Linked DNA regions of Mus musculus: all the other regions are linked to region 1. Evidence: chromatin contacts called from public ChIA-PET and HiChIP or PLAC-seq data. All regions are on one chromosome and are shown on one strand. The core of a region is the stretch at or near the end of the contact, and the rest is flanking DNA. Distances in the headings are between cores, read along the strand shown. Region 1 holds the start of Micu1 (mitochondrial calcium uptake 1). Region 2 has its middle 4.7 kb from the start of Gm46226. Region 3 overlaps Mcu (mitochondrial calcium uniporter). Region 4 overlaps Mcu (mitochondrial calcium uniporter).

What was found. ChIA-PET counts read pairs in DNA pulled down with a chosen protein or histone mark. HiChIP or PLAC-seq counts read pairs in DNA pulled down with a chosen protein or histone mark.
Region 2: a contact with region 1 is called in an RNA polymerase II ChIA-PET map of memory CD8 T cells, with 5 read pairs. The contact joins the enhancer-like site here to the promoter of Micu1 in region 1. A contact is called at or near these places in 4 of 484 Hi-C or Micro-C datasets (B cells, CD4 T cells, erythroid progenitors and 1 more), 7 of 115 datasets of contacts at active chromatin or transcription factors (bone marrow-derived macrophages, effector CD8 T cells, embryonic stem cells and 3 more) and 1 of 9 other capture datasets (adipose tissue).
Region 3: an H3K4me3 HiChIP or PLAC-seq map of stem cell-derived neural progenitor cells shows a contact between it and region 1, with 38 read pairs. The contact joins the enhancer-like site here to the promoter of Micu1 in region 1. A contact is called at or near these places in 1 of 39 promoter capture datasets (liver), 6 of 484 Hi-C or Micro-C datasets (Sertoli cells, embryonic stem cells, forebrain and 2 more) and 6 of 115 datasets of contacts at active chromatin or transcription factors (bone marrow-derived macrophages, embryonic stem cells, extraembryonic endoderm stem cells and 2 more).
Region 4: an H3K27ac HiChIP or PLAC-seq map of embryonic stem cells shows a contact between it and region 1, with 7 read pairs. The contact joins the enhancer-like site here to the promoter of Micu1 in region 1. A contact is called at or near these places in 3 of 39 promoter capture datasets (liver and neutrophils), 6 of 484 Hi-C or Micro-C datasets (ECoMG myeloid progenitors, brain, embryonic stem cells and 3 more), 8 of 115 datasets of contacts at active chromatin or transcription factors (the HPC-7 cell line, bone marrow-derived macrophages, embryonic fibroblasts and 2 more) and 2 of 9 other capture datasets (embryonic stem cells and pancreatic islet).

What each region holds. Positions count from the first base shown.
Region 1 is chr10:59,700,582-59,704,172 of GRCm38.p6, reverse strand. Micu1 (mitochondrial calcium uptake 1) reads right to left here and starts at 1,610. Exons shown (of 12, transcript NM_144822.3): 1 at 1,486-1,610.
Region 2 is chr10:59,900,620-59,904,210 of GRCm38.p6, reverse strand. No RefSeq gene overlaps it. Among named protein-coding and RNA genes, the nearest start is that of Gm46226, 4.7 kb to the right of the region's middle. Within about 2 kb of position 1,985, at least 54 of the 459 cell types and tissues checked have an H3K27ac peak or open chromatin away from gene starts, as enhancers often do. A contact at or near this core is called in memory CD8 T cells, where this site is marked.
Region 3 is chr10:59,537,790-59,541,380 of GRCm38.p6, reverse strand. The region is part of intron 1 of Mcu (mitochondrial calcium uniporter); the gene reads left to right. Among named protein-coding and RNA genes, the nearest start is that of Gm40671, 36 kb to the left of the region's middle. Within about 2 kb of position 1,745, at least 171 of the 459 cell types and tissues checked have an H3K27ac peak or open chromatin away from gene starts, as enhancers often do. A contact at or near this core is called in Sertoli cells, forebrain, liver and 3 more, where this site is marked.
Region 4 is chr10:59,556,981-59,560,571 of GRCm38.p6, reverse strand. All of the region lies in intron 1 of Mcu (mitochondrial calcium uniporter), which reads left to right. Among named protein-coding and RNA genes, the nearest start is that of Gm40671, 17 kb to the left of the region's middle. Within about 2 kb of position 1,726, at least 11 of the 459 cell types and tissues checked have an H3K27ac peak or open chromatin away from gene starts, as enhancers often do. A contact at or near this core is called in embryonic stem cells, where this site is marked.

The DNA of each region.
Region 1 (3,591 bases), core at 361-2,860:
TACAGTAACCACTCCATGAAACTATAATAAAGGCAGTGATGCTCTTGCTTTTACCAGAATTGGCTTTATCATTGGCTCCTATCATTCTCTCCAGGCACACCAGCCATTCCAGAATCTTCACTTTCTGCTAATATTATTTTGAATGTTATGACCCCTGTGCGGATACTTAGGTGTTGATGACTCTTTCTTGGCATCAGTAGGTAGCCAGGGTGATGTCTTTAAGCAAAACAGAATCAAAGATTGATGAGAAGTGGGGACCGAACCCATTGAAGTCTGTAAGGTCTGGGCAGGCCTGTAATCCCACCCACCATTCAGTTGGCAGAGACAGAAAGATTCAGACTTTAAGGCCAAACCTAGTGATGGGGGTGGGGAACCTACCTCAAAAAAAAAAAACAGAACAAAAAAGAATTCAAACAAAACAAAGTAACTGGTGGCCAGAACATCTTCCCGGATAAGTGGCATTCTAAACTCTTTAGGATAAGATTCTAAACAAGCATCACATTGTCCACACCGGCAAACATTCAGGATGGTCGAGTCCGCCAACTGTTTGTTATGTCTCAAAGGCTGACAATCAGTGAAACCTAAACTCCCCAACAGATGTGTTTCATCTCCAGCACACACTCCTTTCTAATGCTGTTAAATCACCTCCCTGTCTGACCCTACTGACTGCTTTAAAGTAAACAGAGGTTTATTAAGGGAGTCATCCCAGAAGTGGATCAAAACATGTATTTATAAACAAGCGGGAAAAAAATAGGTCTTTCCAAAATGTCTCAGGAAGAAAATTATTTAATCTTAATTATTTATTTACATGCACAAATATTTGCACTTCAAGCACCTGAAAGGGACTGTAGACAAAACCTCGGATTTATAAAGGTGACAACTTATTATAAAACACAGTCCGCCTTAAACTCTTCTTCTAGCATCCCACATAATCAGTAATACCTGGCTCATTCTCGAAACATCGTGTGGGTAGCCCCGACTGGGACTGGGCACAGACAGAGAAAGGGAGAATGAGAACGCGAAGTTGCTGGTGAGGATAAAAAACGGAACAGTCCGAGAAGTCTGCAGTTTGTTTTGCTTTTCTAAAAGGCCAATGATCCCCCCGCCCCATCTTCTCTATCCCCAATACATGTATTTATCTATCTTTCTGTCACAGCTCTAAACTCCTCCATCTACTTCTGACCACATCCACGAATTCCGGGAGAACTAGTGTGTCCTGGCCGCAGGTGGAGAGGATGCACTCTGAGGCTAGAAGCCGGGCACTACAAGTTCTCCCTGACAGGGATAAGGGGTGATAGGGTGAAGGGAGCGGAGGACCGAGAGTCCCCTCAGCATATCACCAACAGCATCACCAAGACAGCAGCAGTCCCTGGCGGACCTGAAAAGTGGCCGGATCTCAGAGCCACACGAAAGGCTCGTCCCCAAAATGCGCCGACTTCCCCTCCCCTAAACTCGCCTCCAGGCGATCAGATTCCTCACACTCACCCGTCCGCGCTCCAGCTTTAGCAGCAACTCGGAGAATGCCGCCCACCTCTGACAACCATAGAGACGCAAATGCCGGGGAGCCCCGCTCTGCGTCCTCCGCCCACTCTCACGTGACTCCCTTAGCCGCTGGGCCTGCCGGGATCTTGATGAAACGTAGCAGGGAGGAACCGAGTTGGGGAAAATGGGGCGGGGCGGAGAGGCAACCCCGCCCTTCTCTGGGGCCCGCCCACACTTCGGATCCCGCCCCGAGTCAAGACTCCGCCCTCGCCTGGGGGCCCGCCCTGTCCTCAGCCCCGCCCACACGTCGGTGCCACGCCCTCGCTGTTTAGGCGGGAATGCCGGCAGATTTGCAAAATCCCTCCTGCATTCCATTGCTGATTTTGTTTCTCTGCTGTCAAAGTCCACCTCTCCTGTGCCTCTTTCTAGTTAAACCCTGCTCTTCCGTAAGTGGGAAATTGATAACGAGGTTCTTCCCACCAGTCTAGAGGCTCACACTGGTTTTATTTTAGGAACATCTTTTATTTATTCTTTGACAGTTTCGTAAGATATAATGTATCTTAATCTTATCCACCTCCAGTTCTCCACGTTCACTCCTTCCAGGAAGTCCCCGCTAGTCTCCCAACACTTGGAACTTAGAGGCTAGTGTGGTTTACTTAGACCTGTGTCAAATTATGAAACAGAGGAGCTCAGCAGGTAAGGGCTCTTACTACCAAACCAGATAACCCGTATTTGAGTCCCAGGACACTTATGGTGGAAGGAGAGAACTGACTGATGCAAGTTGTCTCCTAACCTTCAGAACCATGCTGCGGAACACACATACCTGCATGCATACATACATACATACATACATACATACATACATACATGAAAAAAGGGAAGGAGAAAAGAGCGAATAAAAGTCTTCTCTTGGGACACACATCTTGTTATCTCTGAAACTTGTAAATTTCACATTGCATCGTAAATACCATAGAACACTTTGGAGGCTCACGGGATAAATTAACTCTTTATTTGAATAAGGAAAAGAGAAAAAAAATCATCAATATATAAATTGTTGAATAAAATTTTCAGCCAGATGTGGTGGCATAGAACTGTAATCCCAGAATCTGAGAGATAGAGGCAGTAGGATCAGGAGTTCAAAGCCATACTTAGTTACATAGTGAGTTTGAGGCTAGTGTGGGCTCTATAAGATCCTGTCTGAAAAACCAAGCCAAACATAAAAATCCATCAAGATCAAGGAAGACAATGATTAAGTTGGGCATGTTGGTATATGACTATAACCCCTGTAGAGACGGAGGCAGGAGGATCAGGAATTGTCTTTAGGTTGTCCTCAGCTACATAAATAGCAAATTTTTCCCTTACCTCCATCCATGTACCATAGCAAATGTGTCACCCCACACACATACTCACACACATAATAATATGTAAATAAATATAAGAAGAAATATCCAGGTATCCCTCCCCTGCCCCACACCAGTAGTTCCCATGCCATGTTGATAATCAAATGCCTCACACTTAACTGGAGAGATTTTTGGTTTAGGTTTTTATTTGAGACAGTTCTTTTTATATAGGCTAGGGTACCCATGCTGTTCTCAAACTCATGGTAATCCTCCTGCCTTGGCCTCCAAAGTGCAGGGGTTGTGGGCATGCACTACTATGCCTGGCTCAGGGTAAAATAACACAGATTCCTGGATCCTAAGATACACTCACTGGACTAGAACGGTGCTCAGAAATCTGGATCTTCATAGTCCCATGTGATTTCCATGTAGGTGTTGAATGGGAAAAGAAATGGATTTGGGTCTTTTTTTCCCCTCCATGCCACAGAATAAAATATCTCTATTTTGTCTTCAGTATAGCAAAAGTACATTATACTAGAAATCCTGCGCTATTTTGTGTGTGTGTGTGTGTGTGTGTGTGTGTGTGTGTGTGTGTGTGTGTGTGAGAGAGAGAGAGAGAGAGAGAGAGAGAGAGAAGTTTTTTTTCTCTTTCAGTTGGGCCAACATATTAATTGACATGCTTTCAAGCATTTCCTAGTTACCTATTTTTATCACATACATAAAAGTAGCAATTCCAGGTGTGACCACAGCAGGCTCAACTTATTACACCACA
Region 2 (3,591 bases), core at 736-3,235, 200 kb before region 1:
CCACGCCTGGCAGCTCTCTGTTGTTTATGTCTTCATCTCCATTTCCCGAAGGTTTCAGGGTTTCTGGAACCTTCTACCCAGGGATGAAATCTTCTGGTTCTATAATCTTAGCCCCCTTACTAAGCAGCCATTGCACTAGTCTCCCCTGCCCCCAGAAACCCCAGGACTGAATCTGTCAATAAGGCATCAGGGGTCTGTGACATCTTCAAGAGTCACATGTGACAGCTCAAGAGAAGGGCTCCAGGGTTCTGCCCTGGGTGCTGAGCTGGGAAGAGCTTGTCCCTGGTACTCTCTAGAGGAATAGGCTGGGGCACATGGCCCAGCTCAGGTTCTCCTGGTCTGTCCCTAGGAAGATGACACCTGCAGGTACCCATCATGCAAAGTCAGGGTAGGAAATGCTGGCAGAGGGAAGGAGGAAGGAAGGAGGGAAGCTGTCCTCATCCTGATGGGAGGCTTGTCACTCAGGCATTGGTCAGCCTGGGGCAAGCCAAGTAGCATGGTTGGAGCAGGAGGGGAGGCCTGGTCTCAGATCAGACCCAGTATAACCCAATGCGCAGGTCACCCAGGGTCCCAGAGGGCTAGGCACATGCACTGACATCAACAGCTCCCTGGAGTGACATCCAGTCTTCAAGCTATGCTCCTGGGTTCTCAGGACACAGAATGAGAAGCTGTAAGAAGTCAGGGGGGTCCCCTCCCCTCCCCTATTTCTTCCACCATAATCCCTGCTCACTCGCTGTCCCAACCTTTCCCATGTCCCTCCCAGCCGCCTTCCTAGCTGGAAACAGAGCTAAGTCAACAACAGTTCCTCGAATTGTGTTTCAGCTCAGGCTGCGGCAGCCCAGGCAGCCAGGCTCTGGAGCTATTAATATTGGCAGATGTAGCTCATGCTATTTGATCCCGTGGGCTGTGATCCCACCAGGTTCAGCAATGAGCTAGCGAAGGCAGAGCTCAGGGTCCTGAAGACTCGTGACCCTTGGGGTTTTGGGGTCCTGCACTGAGTCATGCTAGTGTCCAGGAACTTGAACACCTGCAAACTTGGTGGCTGACAGAGGTTGGCAGGCTAGATGATAAATGGGGAGGCCTGTGGGAGAATGATGGCAGTCATTATGATGAATTTTACAAACACTACCAGCGGCGAGTGAGTGTTTTCTGTTCCTGCTGGGACTGGACCTTGGTATCCATGTGGTCTTTTACACATTGCTTCAGATCCCACCCCCACCCCCCAGCCTCCCTCGCAGAGACAGGTCCGCAGCCTTCCGGGAGGGCCCCGTGCCTTGGAGGCTGACCCTCTTACAGAACACATCTGCTACCTGGGTGGCTCTTGCAGTGCTGGTGGTAGCTCTCCGTTGTGGCTAAGGACAGTTTGGGGTCTAGGATGTCAATGTTAGAACACAGGGCCATGGCTGGTCGCCAGTAGGTGGCAATGATGCCAGAGGTAACCTGGAGGCTACTGGCCAGGATAGCACTGGGGAAGCCGAGAACAGAACTGTTTCTGATTCCAGACATGGGTGGTGCCGCCTGGCACAGGCTGAGGGCAGGAGACAGTGGCTGCTCCCTGGCCATTCTCAAACTGACTCCTGGTTCTGAGTTCTCTTAGGGAGAGGAACTGGGGACATTTTCAGTAGGATTCTGCTTCCCTCAGGAGGTGGGGCAATGGAGAAAGACCCTCCTTGCTAGTCGTGAGGCCTACTATCTGGTGGGTCTTTTGCCTTAGACACACCCTGGTCTGAATTTGTGGCTGCAAAGTGGCCCACAGGTGCTCTGCAAAGGAGATGGTAAGTCAGACAGCTGTCTCTGCCCAGGGGTCCCTTCTGTCCTCCCCCACTGTGGAGTCACACAGCTGGTGTGTGTGATGTGTGTGTGTGTGTGGAACAGAAAGGGTGACACACAGCGCAAGCACCCGCCAAGCCAAAGGAGGCAGACACTGCTAGGCCACTGTGCAGACACGGCTGAAGGTTGGGGCCCAGGCACTGAAGGCTGGAGAGGAGAGAATCTGTGCATGTCTCAGCATCCGGGTGGGCGTTCAACACTGCAGGTGGAGGAAGGGCAGCCCCAAGCTGCAAACAGCAGGAGGTGGGCCAGAGGCAGAGAAGGCTTCGAGGCTTCAGTGTGCATGCCAGGGCATGCTGTCTGCGTGGAGCCAGGACAGCATCACTAGGAGTGACATGGTCAGGGCAATTTGGGTGATGTCACTATGGAGGAAGAAGGCCTGGCTGACACACTCAGCATCCCATAGGTTTAAGTTGCTGTCTCTTGTGCTTCCTCATCCAAAAGAAAGGTGCACAATAAGATAGGATACTGGAACAGCCAACCCGAGTCCCCTAAAGTCCCAAGCTTGATCCTTGCCCTTTTTGGGGTCAACCACACTGAGGCATCTCTCCCAAGGAAAGCCTACCCAGTGTCTGAGCTAAGACAGCCAATCCAGACCTTCCTAGGGACTTCATTTAGATCAACTCAGAAGGGCTGGGTGGGCAAGGTGTGGCACCAGACCTTGGTGGGGTTGCCTGGCTGAGTAAACCTACACAGCTGCCTGCTGCCTCTGACTGGCCTGTATGCTGGGCCTTATTTCCTGCCCAACTGGCTAAGGAGGTGACAGTAGGCCTGAGCCCTGGCTTTGGGGAACATATTATGACTGGAGTTTGGGTAAATGATATCCCAGTCTCCCCACGTTCCATATAGCTTCTCTTTTGCCTTACAGAACCACTCCTAGACCCTGGCCAGGAAAGGCACCAAGGGTGGCTGAGATGTTTCTGGGATGACATAGGGGACAGGCAGGAGGAGGTATGCGCAGGTTTGTTTGTTTGTTTTTTTTTTTTTGTATTAGTGACGTTTCTCTCTGCCCAAGACTATTGCGAATGACTGGTGTGATAATTACAGGCAGCCATCTGGCCTACATGCTGCCCCGTGCTTTCCTGCCCCTCTTCATCTTCAGGCCTCTGTCACACTGCTCCCTCTGGCTGGAATCTCCGCACCAAGAGAGTGCCAACCAGACACACTCCCCCCTCCCCCACTTCCTCAAGAGCACCGGCTCCTCTGTCATCTCTGTGGTTACAGGGTCTAGAATAGGACTTGACATCAGTGTCAGGTAATCTTTGTTGACAGGACAAATGGCGCTTGGATGGAGCTTGCTGTGACCAGACACTGTGTGAAGCACTTCTTGGGAGCTGACTCCTATCCAACATGACCATCCAATAAGCCCAGTGTCTGTGCCCCACTCATTGTGTACATGAGGCTGAGTGACATGCCTGAGGTTACCCAGCCACTGCATATGAAGGCAGTCTTGAGTGGGAAGCAGCTGGAGTCCACAGCAACACTAATAACTTTTATAAATGCTGCTTCTGGGGCTGATTCCAATGGAGGGACACAGTCCTGAACGGCAGGTGGACACCCACGTCATGTCCAGGAGAGACACCCACCCGTTTTGACTGCTCATCCCTGCTGATACCCATTTTCCAAGTGTGGCCTGGAGTAGTGGTTCATGCCTAACCCTGGGATGCTGAAGGTACAGGCAGGAGGATCAGGAGTTCAAGGCCAGCCTTTGGTACACAGCAAGTCTGAGACAAGCCTGACCTAATGAAACCGTCTCAAAAA
Region 3 (3,591 bases), core at 496-2,995, 160 kb after region 1:
TTGGGAGGCTGAAGCTGGAGGATCAGGCCAGCTTTGGTAACACAGCAGTTAAAATGCACCAGCCCCCCCCCCAGGTTGCTTTATTTTTTCACTTCATCAGGATGTGCGTCTGGTTGTTCCTCTCACTAGTTGTTTAGTTCCTTACATATGTGCACATCAAGCCAGAGGTTACCCTGAGTAGTGCAGCTGTCTAGCCTTGAACCAACTTAGCGCAGAACTAGGCAAGGCCTTGAGACTGGTGGTGTCTAACCTGAAGCCAGCAGTTCTACAGGAAAGTGTGAAGGGAGTTCTCATCTATAAAAAAAGAAACAGTAACTCAATTGACGTGAGGTTTGCAGAATGCACTTTAAGCATAATCAATATCTACCTTAAGTACTTCATTAAATAGTTTGATTGAAGTCACCGAGTTGCACATCCATCCTCCATGCTGGCTAGAGACGTCATCATGGAGACTGCTTTCAAGATGGATCTTATCACTTGGTAGAGGTATGCTGTGTGCTTACCTCTAGAAAGCAGGTTTCTAGTCTGCTTTCTTTTGTGGGAAAAGTCCAAGAGTGGAATGCCCAAGTTAAACCTTACAGGATAGAGATGGGGAAGGGATTGTTGTAAATCATTAATATAGAGCAGACACGGTTTATTTTTTCTCCAAAGAAAAGAGAAAGCAGGGAGTTTTCCAGGCAAAGCATACAGATAGGGGGTGGTAGGGAATGGCCTGCACCCCTAAAAGGATGCCTGCAGGAAGGGCCTTCCATGCTGACCTCCAAAGGCTAGGAGTGTGACTGGGCAAAATATTCACCTGCATCTGCCCTCTCTCCTTTCCTTCTTAGAAAATCTTTTACCGTGTCCTCAACTCTTCAGTTTTCAACCACAGATTAAGGAAAGGCTCATTAGAAAGTCTGAGGCCATAGGCGTTAAAGAAATTATCAACCCCCCAAAGTCAATATCCAATTACTATACCATTTTGGCTGTTCCACACAATTAACCCTGCTGCAGAGTCCAAGGGAGGCCAGGGGAAGACCCACGCTGCTGGGTGCTATGGCTTCTGGCTTAGTCCTTCCTATTGTGGGGAGACCCACACTGCTGGGTGCTGTGGCTTCTGGCTTAGTCCTTCCTGTTGTGGGAGACCCACACTGCTGGGTGCTGTGGCTTCTGGGTTAACCCACTGTGCTGTACTGCAGGGGTGGGTAGCCCCAGGCCTGGATCTAGGAGGTGTCAGCATTCCAAATAGACTTTATTCTACTTTGCCTTGAGACCCAAAGCGAATGACAGGCAGAGAGGGGCAAGATTTGATCAGAGGCAAAGGGGAGCATGAAGGATTTTGCTTTCTTAGTTTTCATTTTTCAGCTCCTATCCAAGTAATAACCGCCCCATTGGGAGGATGCGGCTCAGTTTTATTAGATCTCCTTGAAAAGTGTCCCTCAGTGCAGATAGCAACTGCCGGGTTTAAAGCTAACTAACGTGAATGTGATTCATTAACTTTAAAATCGAGCTCCGGGGTAGTCACGTCTGATTTTCCTGAATTTTGTTGAGAGCAAATGGAATCTTTTCAGTGGACTGCATTTAGCTGTAGGAGAGAGGTTGAAGAATTGGCAATGGGCTTGCTGGAAAGTCCCACAAAGCAGTTGTCTGTAGGGATTAAATCTCTGACTGTCCTTGTCTGTCAGGAAAAGCCCTCTGGGTTGTGGGCAGCTCCCAGCAATGCTAATGTGCTGCTGTCCAGGGAGGCGGAGCAGCAGCCTGCTAGGTTCAGAGCAGCGGTGGCGGCGGCGGCGGGGAAAGCCTGGCCGTAGGTGTGCGTGGGCGAGAGCTGGGCGCGCTCCGCCTGAAGTGTGCAGAACAGCAGCCATATCTTGCCACGGGGATCCCTCCCCCCAAGAGCAATTCGGGTAATTCCTAAATGCTAATGCATTTCAGCACCAGAGTGGCCCGTGCTCTTGTTGCAGAGAGGAGCAGGAAAGCATGAAGAGAATGATTTAAAACGCCAATCAGTTTCTGGAGAACGTAGCTTTTACTCCCTTGATGAAGCTGTTCAAGAAGGACCTTGCTGTTGCCAAATGAGTTTGCGATTCTAGGATGCACAGGCAGGGGTGGCCCTTGTTCTCCCTCACCTAGAGTTCTCCTGCCCCTAGCTCAGTGGTTCAGGACCTTCCTCGTCCCGTGACCCCTTAATAAAGTTCCTCATGTTGTGCTGACCCCCAGCCACAACACTATTTTTGTTGCTACTCCATAACTGTAATCTTGGATAATAGAGGGTTTTGTCAGAGGGATCGCGACCCCCAGGTTGAGAACCACTGTTGTAGCTGCTAGGCATGCAGCTGCCCTTGCGTGATCCAGCAGGAGAATCTCCTCAGCTCCCTCACACAGTGAGCGGAACGCCTGGTGGTGGCCGCCTCTCCAGACAACCCTGCCTGCGCTGCTGCCAGTCAGGGCTTTCCTCATAACCTTGGTGCTTCTGCGGCAAGGTTAGTGGTTGAGCTTACCACACTTGTCATCTCTGCCTTCACACACCATCCTGATTCCTCCCCAGCCACCCCTCCCACTGGGGTCCCGTAAAGTTGCAGGTGGTATGCAGAGACTGAGGGTGACATTTTAAAAACACACCAGAGTTTTGTTTTTGTTTTTATTTTAAATGGTCATAATAGAAACCCCAGTGTCTAAAAACATTCTGTGACCGTCACATTTAGTGGCAGCTTAGAGGAAACTGAATATGAAAGAGCCAGAGGTACTCTAGGGAGGCACGCTTGCTCAGTAGCTATTTATCTGGGGTTGAGATGAGCTGCTTTTATGTGTTGGTATGTAGTCAAGAATTGCGTTTTCTTTCTCACTTTGAGTGTCTATGTAAATTCTCCAAGTGGAAATGAAGCTCCATTTATCTCCGAGTGTCCCCGGGCCAGGCTTCTGTAAGACCTCACAAGGCTGCGGGTTTTCATCTTATTTTAATTTGCAAGAAAAGCACTATAATGCATGTGTAGCCATTTATTTTAATCTAGTGTCAGTTGTCGGTGTAATCATGGAAATGAATGAAGGGATCCCTGAGACAAAGGAGGTTTTTATAGAAATCAAAGGAGCGTTGCTCAGCAACTCTTAATTAATAGTTGTTTACTGACTGTGTATTCCAGGGACATGTCGAGCAATTTAGGGATCCTGAAGAAAATAGCCACTTCCTCCACTCCAAGCCGCTTCTCTCCAGTTTGAGAGGAGAGTTACAAGACTCAAGGAAGGCAGTTTACTACAGTGAACACACAAGATGACAGATCGCCAGTGTGGTAGCACATACCTTAAATCCCAGCCCTCAGAAGACAGAGGCAGGCAGCTCTCTGAGTTCGAGGCCAGTCTGGCCTACGTAGTGAGTTCCAGAGAGCCAGAGCTACATAGTGAGACCCTGTCTTAAAAAATAAAATAAAATAAAATAAAATAAAATAAAGACACTTTAGTAGACTGATCTGTTGAGAGATCATTTCAGTAGGTATGAATTGCAGAGTCAGAGGCAACACCAGTTTGTAGTCCCGGCTGGCTGTGGGGTTTTGGCAGGGTTGGTTCAATAGCTGGGCTGCTGTGGACTGCACTGGAATGTTAGGGAGTAGCCAGCCA
Region 4 (3,591 bases), core at 477-2,976, 140 kb after region 1:
ACTTCCCCTCTGTCTTCTGATGGTTTGCTGAAGTGAACGGACAGTGGGTAAATGACTAGCAGAAGCAGCACACAGATTTATGAGTGTATTCACTTTACTGTAGTATTTAAGGAGCCAATGAGGATAGAGGTTCGCACAGTCCTTTTGTAAGGGAGGTGGGGTGTGGTCAGTGTGAGGAAAGGATTGATCTTCAGGGGACGTGAAGGGCTAGAGAGCACACTGGTTTGTAACTGGTTCTCTGTGAAGGTGAAGGACGATAGTGGATGTCAAAGCCAGACTCCGCACGGGGATTGTCCTCTTCTCTTCAGAGAAACATTTAGTCTTCTCTGGCTGGTGGAATCTCAGGGCCAGGATTGAAGACCATTGAAGATTTTTTTTCCTTCTGGATCTAAGCTTTAGGCTGGGATGTGTTGGCTGAGCTTTTCTTTTTCTCTTTCTTTTTCTTCTTTTCTTTCTTTCTTTCTTTCTTTCTTTCTTTTTTTTTTTTTTAAGATTTTATTTATTTTATATGTATAATGAGTACACTGTAGCTGTCTTCAGACACGCCATAAGAGGGCATCAGATCCCATTACAGATGGTTGTGAGCCATCATGTGGTTGCTGGGAATTGAACTCAGGACCTCTAGAATAGTGCTCTTAACAGCTGAGCCATCTCTCCAGCCCCAGCTGAGCTTTTCTTGAGGCTAACAAATGTCTGTTCACCCAAGCCAGATAGGTGCATCAGCAACAGACCAGAGACACATTCCACCCAAGTTCATCCACTGACTTTATTGAGTCCAGGCCTAGGGCCTCTTTATTCAAAGAGTTGAAATAATGTGTTACCTAGATGACAAAAGTGACAATAACATTGTATTCACAGTGAAGCAAGTATAGATTAGACAGGAACACACTCTCAAGACTGACAACAGATCCCATGGGCTAAGGTTCTCAAGGCCCCAAATGTCTGTGGCTTCTCCGAATGGGACCAAAAAAAGGGGAAAGGGAGCCGTTTGCCGTTTAGTCACTCGGGGCATCCTTTGGGTGGTTCTCTATCTTTGATAGATTGCATTATGTATCTATTTCTTTACTGTGAATTTCCCATAATGCATCTGGCTTTTTTTTTTATCACATGTATACCTAATCTCACTCAGACATAAGACAGCAAATAGTGGGTTCTTTCTAAAACTTCACTTACACCAGCATAGTTTACTTATTGCTCGTGTACCAAAACTAGTTTGGTTGATCTCATTTTCATAGCCGAACAGAGTGTTCTGTCTCAGATTTGATGTTCAGTATGAGAAATGTATTCCATGTTTGGAGAGGGCTGTGTTTGTGCAGTACCTGCAGGTAAGGCCTTCAGGTTGCCAAGTGCAGTATTAGCAGAGGCCTGTGTGCCTAGCCCAGACCAAGTGGAGTCGCTGAACCATTCCCTATGCTTGCCAGCCCCAAGCTTTTGTACTGGAGGAGAGGGGTTACCTACAGGACTGTGTGTGGGTGACTTAAGAGAGCTACATCACTGGAAAGCCCCACCCAGCAGAGGCAGGACTTGCCAAAAGTTACGGAGAGTCCACTCTTGGTTAAACTTTCTCAACTGGTGACCGCTTGTTCCATCCAAGAACATATCCAGCAGGACAGAATTATATACAACTTGGGGTAGAGGAGAGGACATGGGGATGGTGGAGTGGCTGGAGTCTCAGGTGAGGTTCACGAACCTATCTGTACCCTCTTTTGGGAGAAAACAGGCCGGATCTTGGGAGGTCCTCATAGCCGCTCTGATTATCATGGTAATGCCCCTGCTGTGCCTGAAAGGTGTTCCACCCTCCTGGAATTTCTGAGAAAAGCTTCTTTTTGCACTGGCTGGCCTCCAAGTGTTCTCAGTGTGAAGCAATCAGCACACCAGGGATCCCATCCTGAGATGACATTCCCTAAAAGCCTCCAGGTTTAATATGGAACCCATTTTAAATCACAAAATGAGTCTGAATCTTTTTACTCTGTGTCCTACAGAATGGAAGTAGCCATTGGTAGGAAGACATCCAGGCCAGGCACGGCTTACAGACTGTCTTCATGGAGGAGGGGTGTTAAGATACTAAGATGATGGAGTCATTTGTGGCCAGAGAACCTTGTCTAGCTCTATAACACGGCTCCACTTGTGATTTGATTTTAGTGTACTGCCAGGTACTGAACTCACACCTTACACACGCTATGCAGATGCTCCACCACCGAGCTGCATCTCCAGTGCTTTTGATATTATACAGTAGCCATTGTCCTTGCCTGCTGCCCTTGAAAGTTCTGTGTCATCTGGAAGACTGACTTTTCCCAAATTCCATTTTGATGAGGAGACTAAACTATATAAATGTTGATTTGTGCAGTTTACTTCTTACTAATGATCTGCCTTCAGAATTCGCATCTCTGTGATTTATAAACTGTGTAAATGAATCTGCAGCAGGATCCTCTGACTCTCCATTCTTCCCAGTGCACCTCCAAGGGCGAGAAAATATAGAGAACCAACTGCATGGGTGGTTACAGATTCTTCACTGCTTATATTGATGTAATTAGCACAGCGATGGGCACAAACTGTATGTTTCCACATGCACACCAAGCCGGGATAATTGATAGGATGTGCGCCATAGTATTGACTTTGCCTATTAAAAAGGGTAGGTAATGTCAATTTTAGAGGGTTATAAAGTGGCATTTTAGTACTCCTGAATATTTCTAAATCCTGATTCAAGAGATGAACCTCGAATACTAATTTGTTTTATTTGATACTTAGGAGACCCAAGTGCAAAGCTCTGTGGATAAATAAGGTAGTTCTTGTTGTTTCTTAGAACTAACGGAAGTAAAAATAAGTTCCCATGATAATATGCAATATTAAAGCGTGTCAGATATGAAGCTACAGAATTCAGATTTTTTTTTTACATTCTTTGTTGTTGTTATTGGTGGTGGTGGGGATAAGGGGGTGACACACGTGTGTTCTAACACACAGACAGAGGTAGAGGTCAGCTTTGAGAAACTCAGGTCTCTGCTTCCTATGTGGGTCCCAGGAGTCAAGCTTAGGTCATCTGGCTTTGTGGCAGGCACCTTTATCTGCTTAGCCGAGTCATTAGTCTGAGAATGTAGATTTTTATTTTTTTCACACCTATATACATAGGTTTCATGGGAGGACTGGGTCAAAGAGAGTAGCTGCCCTGATAACAAAAGGGGCAAGCCGGAAGTAAATCAGGGCCAGCAGATGTTTCTAGAATGGCTTGTTGGAGAACAAAATTCTGGTTTTGGATTGAAGAAAAAAATGTTTTAATCATAGTAGTAGCATCTTTGGAGTTAAGTCATGAGCTGCTATTGCTTCCGAAGTCCCACTGAGGACTTCATATGCACAGGATCCAGTCTGTACTGAGAGTGCTATAAGTCAAGTTCCTACTCAAAGCAACAGCATGTGCTACTCAGAGAGCAGGCAGCAACAGTGTAACGTGCAAAACCATCCCCAAGGATAGGAGGCTTGGCTTGTTTAAACAGAGTAGCATGTATCCCAGGCTGTAGATGTGCACCACCGTGCCCAGGCTATGCAGTTGTAAGGTGTGGAACCTAGGCTTTGTGCATGCTAAGAAAGAACTCTGCC